2 separate regions of the Mus musculus genome follow, and region 2 is linked to region 1. Evidence: chromatin contacts called from public HiCAR-type data. All regions are on one chromosome and are shown on one strand. The core of a region is the stretch at or near the end of the contact, and the rest is flanking DNA. Distances in the headings are between cores, read along the strand shown.

The links. HiCAR-type assays count read pairs that join an accessible place to other places.
Region 2: a contact with region 1 is called in a HiCAR-type map of astrocytes, with 4 times the contacts expected there. The contact joins the promoter of Ptpn13 here to the promoter of Lin54 in region 1. A contact is called at or near these places in 1 of 39 promoter capture datasets (cranial neural crest) and 1 of 115 datasets of contacts at active chromatin or transcription factors (astrocytes).

What each region holds. Positions count from the first base shown.
Region 1 is chr5:100,499,309-100,501,960 of GRCm38.p6, reverse strand. It overlaps Lin54 (lin-54 homolog (C. elegans)), which reads left to right and starts at 1,322. Exons shown (of 13, transcript NM_172714.4): 1 at 1,322-1,460.
Region 2 is chr5:103,423,894-103,426,545 of GRCm38.p6, reverse strand. It overlaps Ptpn13 (protein tyrosine phosphatase, non-receptor type 13), which reads right to left and starts at 1,354. Exons shown (of 48, transcript NM_011204.2): 1 at 1,010-1,354.

The DNA of each region.
Region 1 (2,652 bases), core at 73-2,572:
GCTGAGTGCTGGGCTCAAACTCCCAATCTTCTTCTTGCTTCAGCCTTTAAAAAGCTAGAATATGGAGGTGGGCCACCCTGCCCAGCTAAAAGCTTTATTTTATTCTTGATTTTATATGAATTGTATTTATTTTTAAGATTTTATTTTCATGCATATCTGTGTATTTGTTTGTGCCCTCAGAGTCGTGAAGAGGATGTTGGATTCCCTGAAACTGGAGTTACAGGCCTTGTAAGTCACCTGGTGTGGGTGCTGGGAGCTGAACTTAGGTCCTTTATAGGAACGGTACCGGGTCCTAACCATGGTCCTAAGCACGGAGACATCTGTCCAGTTCCTTCTAAGAATTATAATATTCAGCACAGTTGTTGAGTGTTATATAATGCATCACTGGATACCACAGTTCTTATATTCACTAATGTAAAACTGTCATTCTCCACATACATTAAACGCTATGTCATGGTGTGAGTTGTTTTGACCAGATTGCTGACACTGATAAGATTGTACTAGTCATTTTAGTCGTTGTAAAAAATCCACAGTAAACCCGGAAATGTTGCCCTTATTCCTTAGGTCCTGTTTTGTAGTAGTGGTATCAGAACTGTGTCAGCTTGGTGGAAGGAACTCAGAATTTTTCTACCAAGGTGAGGTGTGGAGGTGGGGGTTATCTAAATTTGGGGCCTCAGTCTCTCTGCCTTTTTTCTTCTAGTGATGCCCCCACAGTACCCCCAGGAATACTTGGTTGGAAAGCGATACCTTTAACTTATCTCCCGCCTCCTTCGTGTGGTTCCCCAGGTAGTTTCACGTTGTAAGGCCTTTTTAAAATTTAATATATATTTTTTATTTCTTGGATTTATAAATATCCCAGGAAATGAGATGACTGAATGCAAAGAATCCATATGTATCAGTATAAGGTGTGTTGCAAGACAAATTATCAAAAACTCCCTTTCAAGGTAACTCTGCGTGCTCTCTCAGGAGCTTTTAGGAGCCCCTTGCAACGTTCACGTCTAAACCCCAACAGATTTATTAACATTTGAGAAAGGATGCGGACTCTCTCTTCACTCAGGCGCATCACCAAGCGGGGGCGCGCTGGAAACCGCACTGACCGAGGTTTAGTCACAAAGCCAGAAGCACGAACCCACTTGGAGTTCCCCGCCTTCCCTTTGACGGAGGCCCCAGGAGCAGTCACGTGGAACCCCAGAGCGCTCCCCCAGCCCTGCGCAAAGACGCGACTCGGGTTGCCAGGGGGCGGAGCAGGGGCGCGGAAGGGGCGGGGCTCGGGCCGCCGGCGGGGGCGGGGCGGCGCGCGGGCGGGGCGGGGCGGCCCGGCGTATTATGGGATGCGGCGGTGGAATGGCGCTGGGCGTGATTTTGAACAAACCCGGGTCTGTGTTTCGGAGGCGCCGCCGCCGCGGCTGCTGGGAGCCCGGGGAGCGCGGCGCGAGAAGGAGGCGGCGCCGCCGGCTCGGGTGAGTGTCAGCTCCGGAGACCCGGGCTGAGCGGCGGGGACCGGCGCCGGGCCCGCGCTCGGGGCGAGCGGCGCGCGGGCGGAGAGCGCGGCGGCGGCTCCGGGCAGCCGGGCGGTGGGCCGGTGGGCCGCGGCGGACCGAGGGTTGTCGGGGCGCGGCGCGAGCGGCGGGCGCCGGAGAGCGCGGCTGTCAGTCGGCGGGCCGGCGCCGCCCGCCCCGCGCTCGGGAGGAAGGGCTGGGCGGCTGTTGACAGGCTCTCGGCGCGGCCCGGGAAGCGGCTGCCGGCCCCGGGCTTCTGGGAACCTGTTTTGCTGCTGTGTCATTTCGTACCAGCGCCTCCTTTCGCTGCTGCCCGGCGCCGCGTTCTTCCTACGCCCCTTTGTATGGACTCTTCTGGGTGTGTGTCCGTTTCCCTCGCGAAGCCCACCAGCCAAATGTCATAGTGTCCCCGCGGTGCACGGGGGAAGGGAGCGGGCTGGGACTCAGCCTGGTCAAGCAACGGTAAACAACCATCCGAGTGCCGGTGGACCCGGCTGTTGGTGGGGAATAAAGTTGAAAGATGGAGAAACTGGGAACCCCTTCCACGCTCAGCCTCTAGCGGGCTCTCGGTAGAAACGCGCCGGGAGTGGGTGGGAGACAGCCCTTGACTAAGCCTGAGCCTGCTGACTTTTATATGGAGGTGTCATTCAAACAAGGTAGGGAAATGAAATGGCTTCTGCTTCTTCCTTATTCTTAGGGAAACTTAAGACAGTAGATTAGCCTTGTCCACAACCCTGAGATTCAGCTTGCTGGTTTCTGTTAGGTCTTTAAGAGCTTATAGTATGACTGAATGATAAAGAATAAAGCTTTTGAACTGGCAATTAGTAAGGCTTTCTGAAGTCAAACAGCTAACTTTTGGAGGATGCTGGTCCTATTAAGCCTTGCAGCTTATATGTTCTTAATTCCTTACATGATTAATTACTTCTATTCCCTCTTGGGTGCTTATTAGACTACACCATGAGAGGAACTGGAAGGGGGTGGGAGATGGATAGGTTGTTCCGGAATCTTGTTCTAAAGCAAGCTGTTTTTTTCCCCCCTCTGCATTGAACAAGTGTTATCAGCAGCAGATGGTTTTTAATTTGGAAACTTAGATCCTAAAGTCAGTTGGCAAAGGGTTCTAGCGAAGAGCTGGATTTTCTATATGTTAGAAGTT
Region 2 (2,652 bases), core at 105-2,604, 2.9 Mb before region 1:
TATGAACTTAGTAAAAAAAAAAAATGCAAGTGAAAAATAACTTGTACCTCATCACCACTACTGGCAGCCAATGAAAATGAAGCAGGTTTTGACCCCGACCCTGCCAACCCGGTTCAAGAACTTGGGAAAATACCAACGCCTGTTTCATAATACAGGTACTTTTTTTCTTCCCGTCCTTTAATAAGCTCTCTAGACAGACCTTTTTAAATCTTCCTAATTAGTTAGCAGCGTCCTTCAACCCACATATCAGGTGTCCCACATTTTCTGTATGTCCCGCCTAGAAAACAAACCCGATTGCCCCATTTTCGGAAAGGTAAACTCAGCTCCAGGCAGCTACCTATGAAGTCACCGCGTTTGTTATTTCAAAGATGCAATTAAGCGAAAATGACAGAAGGTTGTCTAAAAGATTAGTCGCAAATACGGGGAGGTGTCGATCTTACACAGGGAAAGAAACCTGCACTCTGTGACTCGCTCCCATGTCTCCCCATCCTCGCTTCTCCAATACACAACAGAAGGAAATTAAATTTCCAAAGTTCCTTGACTTTGGCTTAACTTTTAACTTTGCAGCTCTCGGCGCTCACGTTATCGAGCAAAGTGGAGAAAAGAAAGGCTGGCCTGCAGCAGAGAGAAGCAAACTTTACTAGAGCCTGTCCCCGTCCCTACCCCCTTCTCGGAGCCCTTACACAGACACATTCTTCTGGGCGGCTTCTAACCACACCATGTCCACAATCATTTACAGAAATTAGAAACAGACTCCGGGAGCCCTTCCCACCGCGCGCTCGGCGCAAGGCTGTCCGCACCAGCTCCACGGGGCAGCGTCACTCGCTGTGGCCCACAGCCCGTCGCTCCCTCCCACTCGGGGGTCTCAGCCAGGATTAAACTGCAAGCAGCTCGCGCTCCCCGCCCTCGGCGCACCAGGGATGCCACCATCCGAACCGAGGGGAGCCGAAGAGACGTCCCAGAGGCCCGCACATCCCACCCCCCGGGTCCGGCCACGCGTGCTTCTTACCGGCGCGTGGGGAGCCCCGGTGCGGCGACCGGAGCGCAGCGCGCGGGCACCGAGAGCCGCCGCCTCTTCTTCCCCGAGCTGCTTCGGGCGTGCGCAGAGAGGGTCGGCGGCGACAGAAGCAGCATCGCCGGGCGGCGACCCCCGCCGAGCTCCCGCCCGCCCGCCGCGACTTCGCAGCGCCTCAACGACGGCCGCCCGCGCGCGGCGCTGTCCAGGAGGCTGAGGCGGACGGGAGAGCCGGGGAGCGCTGCTCGGCAGCGGCGCGGAGACCTCGGAGAACTGTGACCATGGTGTGTCACCCTCGCCGCGGCGCGCCCGGCCCAGCTCCTCACGGCGCGCAGCTCCTCCTCGGCCCGACGCATCGGCCCCGCCCCTTGCCCTGTCAGTCAACCCCGCCCGCGCGCGGACAGGACCGCAGGTCCGGGACCCTGCACTCCGCTTCTCCCCATTGGTCCGCCAGGAGCCCCACCCCGCCTCCTCCCTTGGGACCGAGTCTCTGGGGAGACCTGCGCCCCGGTTGCCATGACAACCGGTGCCTTGGGTCGGGCTCCTCACTCTTCTTTTGGCCCCGCGCTGGGGTCGAGGGCGCCAGGGCAGGGTTCTGCTGTGTGCACTCTCCACTGTGCAGACTTGGGGATGAAGCCTCTTGGGCTCCCCCAACTTCAGACCCAGAACTTTCCGAAACGCGCGAGGAAGAGTGACAGACGCGAAGCTGCCGGCCCCTCCCCCTCCTCGCAGCCTTGCTCCCAGATTCTCTCCGGGCGACCCAGGCAATGAAAGAAGGTGGAGAGAGAGGGAACGTCGCCCTGCCAGCTCCCCCAGCTACACAGCAACCGAGAAATGGTGTGGGCAGTGAATCGGCTCCGCCGGGTTCCCACAGCTGTGAAGAGACTTTCAAAGGTGTGCTGCGACAGCACAGCCTCAAAGATCCCCCCGGAAAACTCAAATACTCGCGTTTTCGTGAGAAACAAGATTTTTGCCCTGATATTTTGTGAACTTGGCAACCCCAGCGTTAAAAGTTTTACGGTAAAACCACCTAATTGATAAACCATTTCTTTAAACACACAACAGCTTGGCGAAGGTGTATCCTCGTAGCGATTTCTTTCCTGCAAACTAAAACATTCTAAGTTCAATTATTTGCAAGGAAACCTTGCAGAATTCACGAGCAGAATAGCATCTTGTAATGTGGGTTTTAAAGGGTTTTTTGCTATCGTTCTCTTTGGTGCTATATAAGGTTACTAATACATTCAGTAACACATACAGGGTTAATTTTGTCTGAGATCCTATATGGACCTTTATTTACTTTAAGGATCTCCTCAAAATGGAGAGAAGAGGCTCGTCTGGCTTCTCCGGGCAAGCTGCAATCCCAGGTTCCCCAGCCCCTGAGGCTTTGGTACAGGTGTGATGAATGAGGGAATTAATTAATGATTTACCTTTGGCTACTATTTGAGTTTTCATTATCTCATTTACTAAATGAATAGCTGTGATGGATGTCTTCAAATATGCCTTGCACGTACGCACTGAATGGCATCTCTCTAACTCCATGGAAAACGAGAGCAGAAACCCAAATCCCTGTCCTCAAGGAGTCAAACATGGAGCCTGAGGGAGAAAGCTAGCCCTCCAGGAACAATCTGAAACCTGGG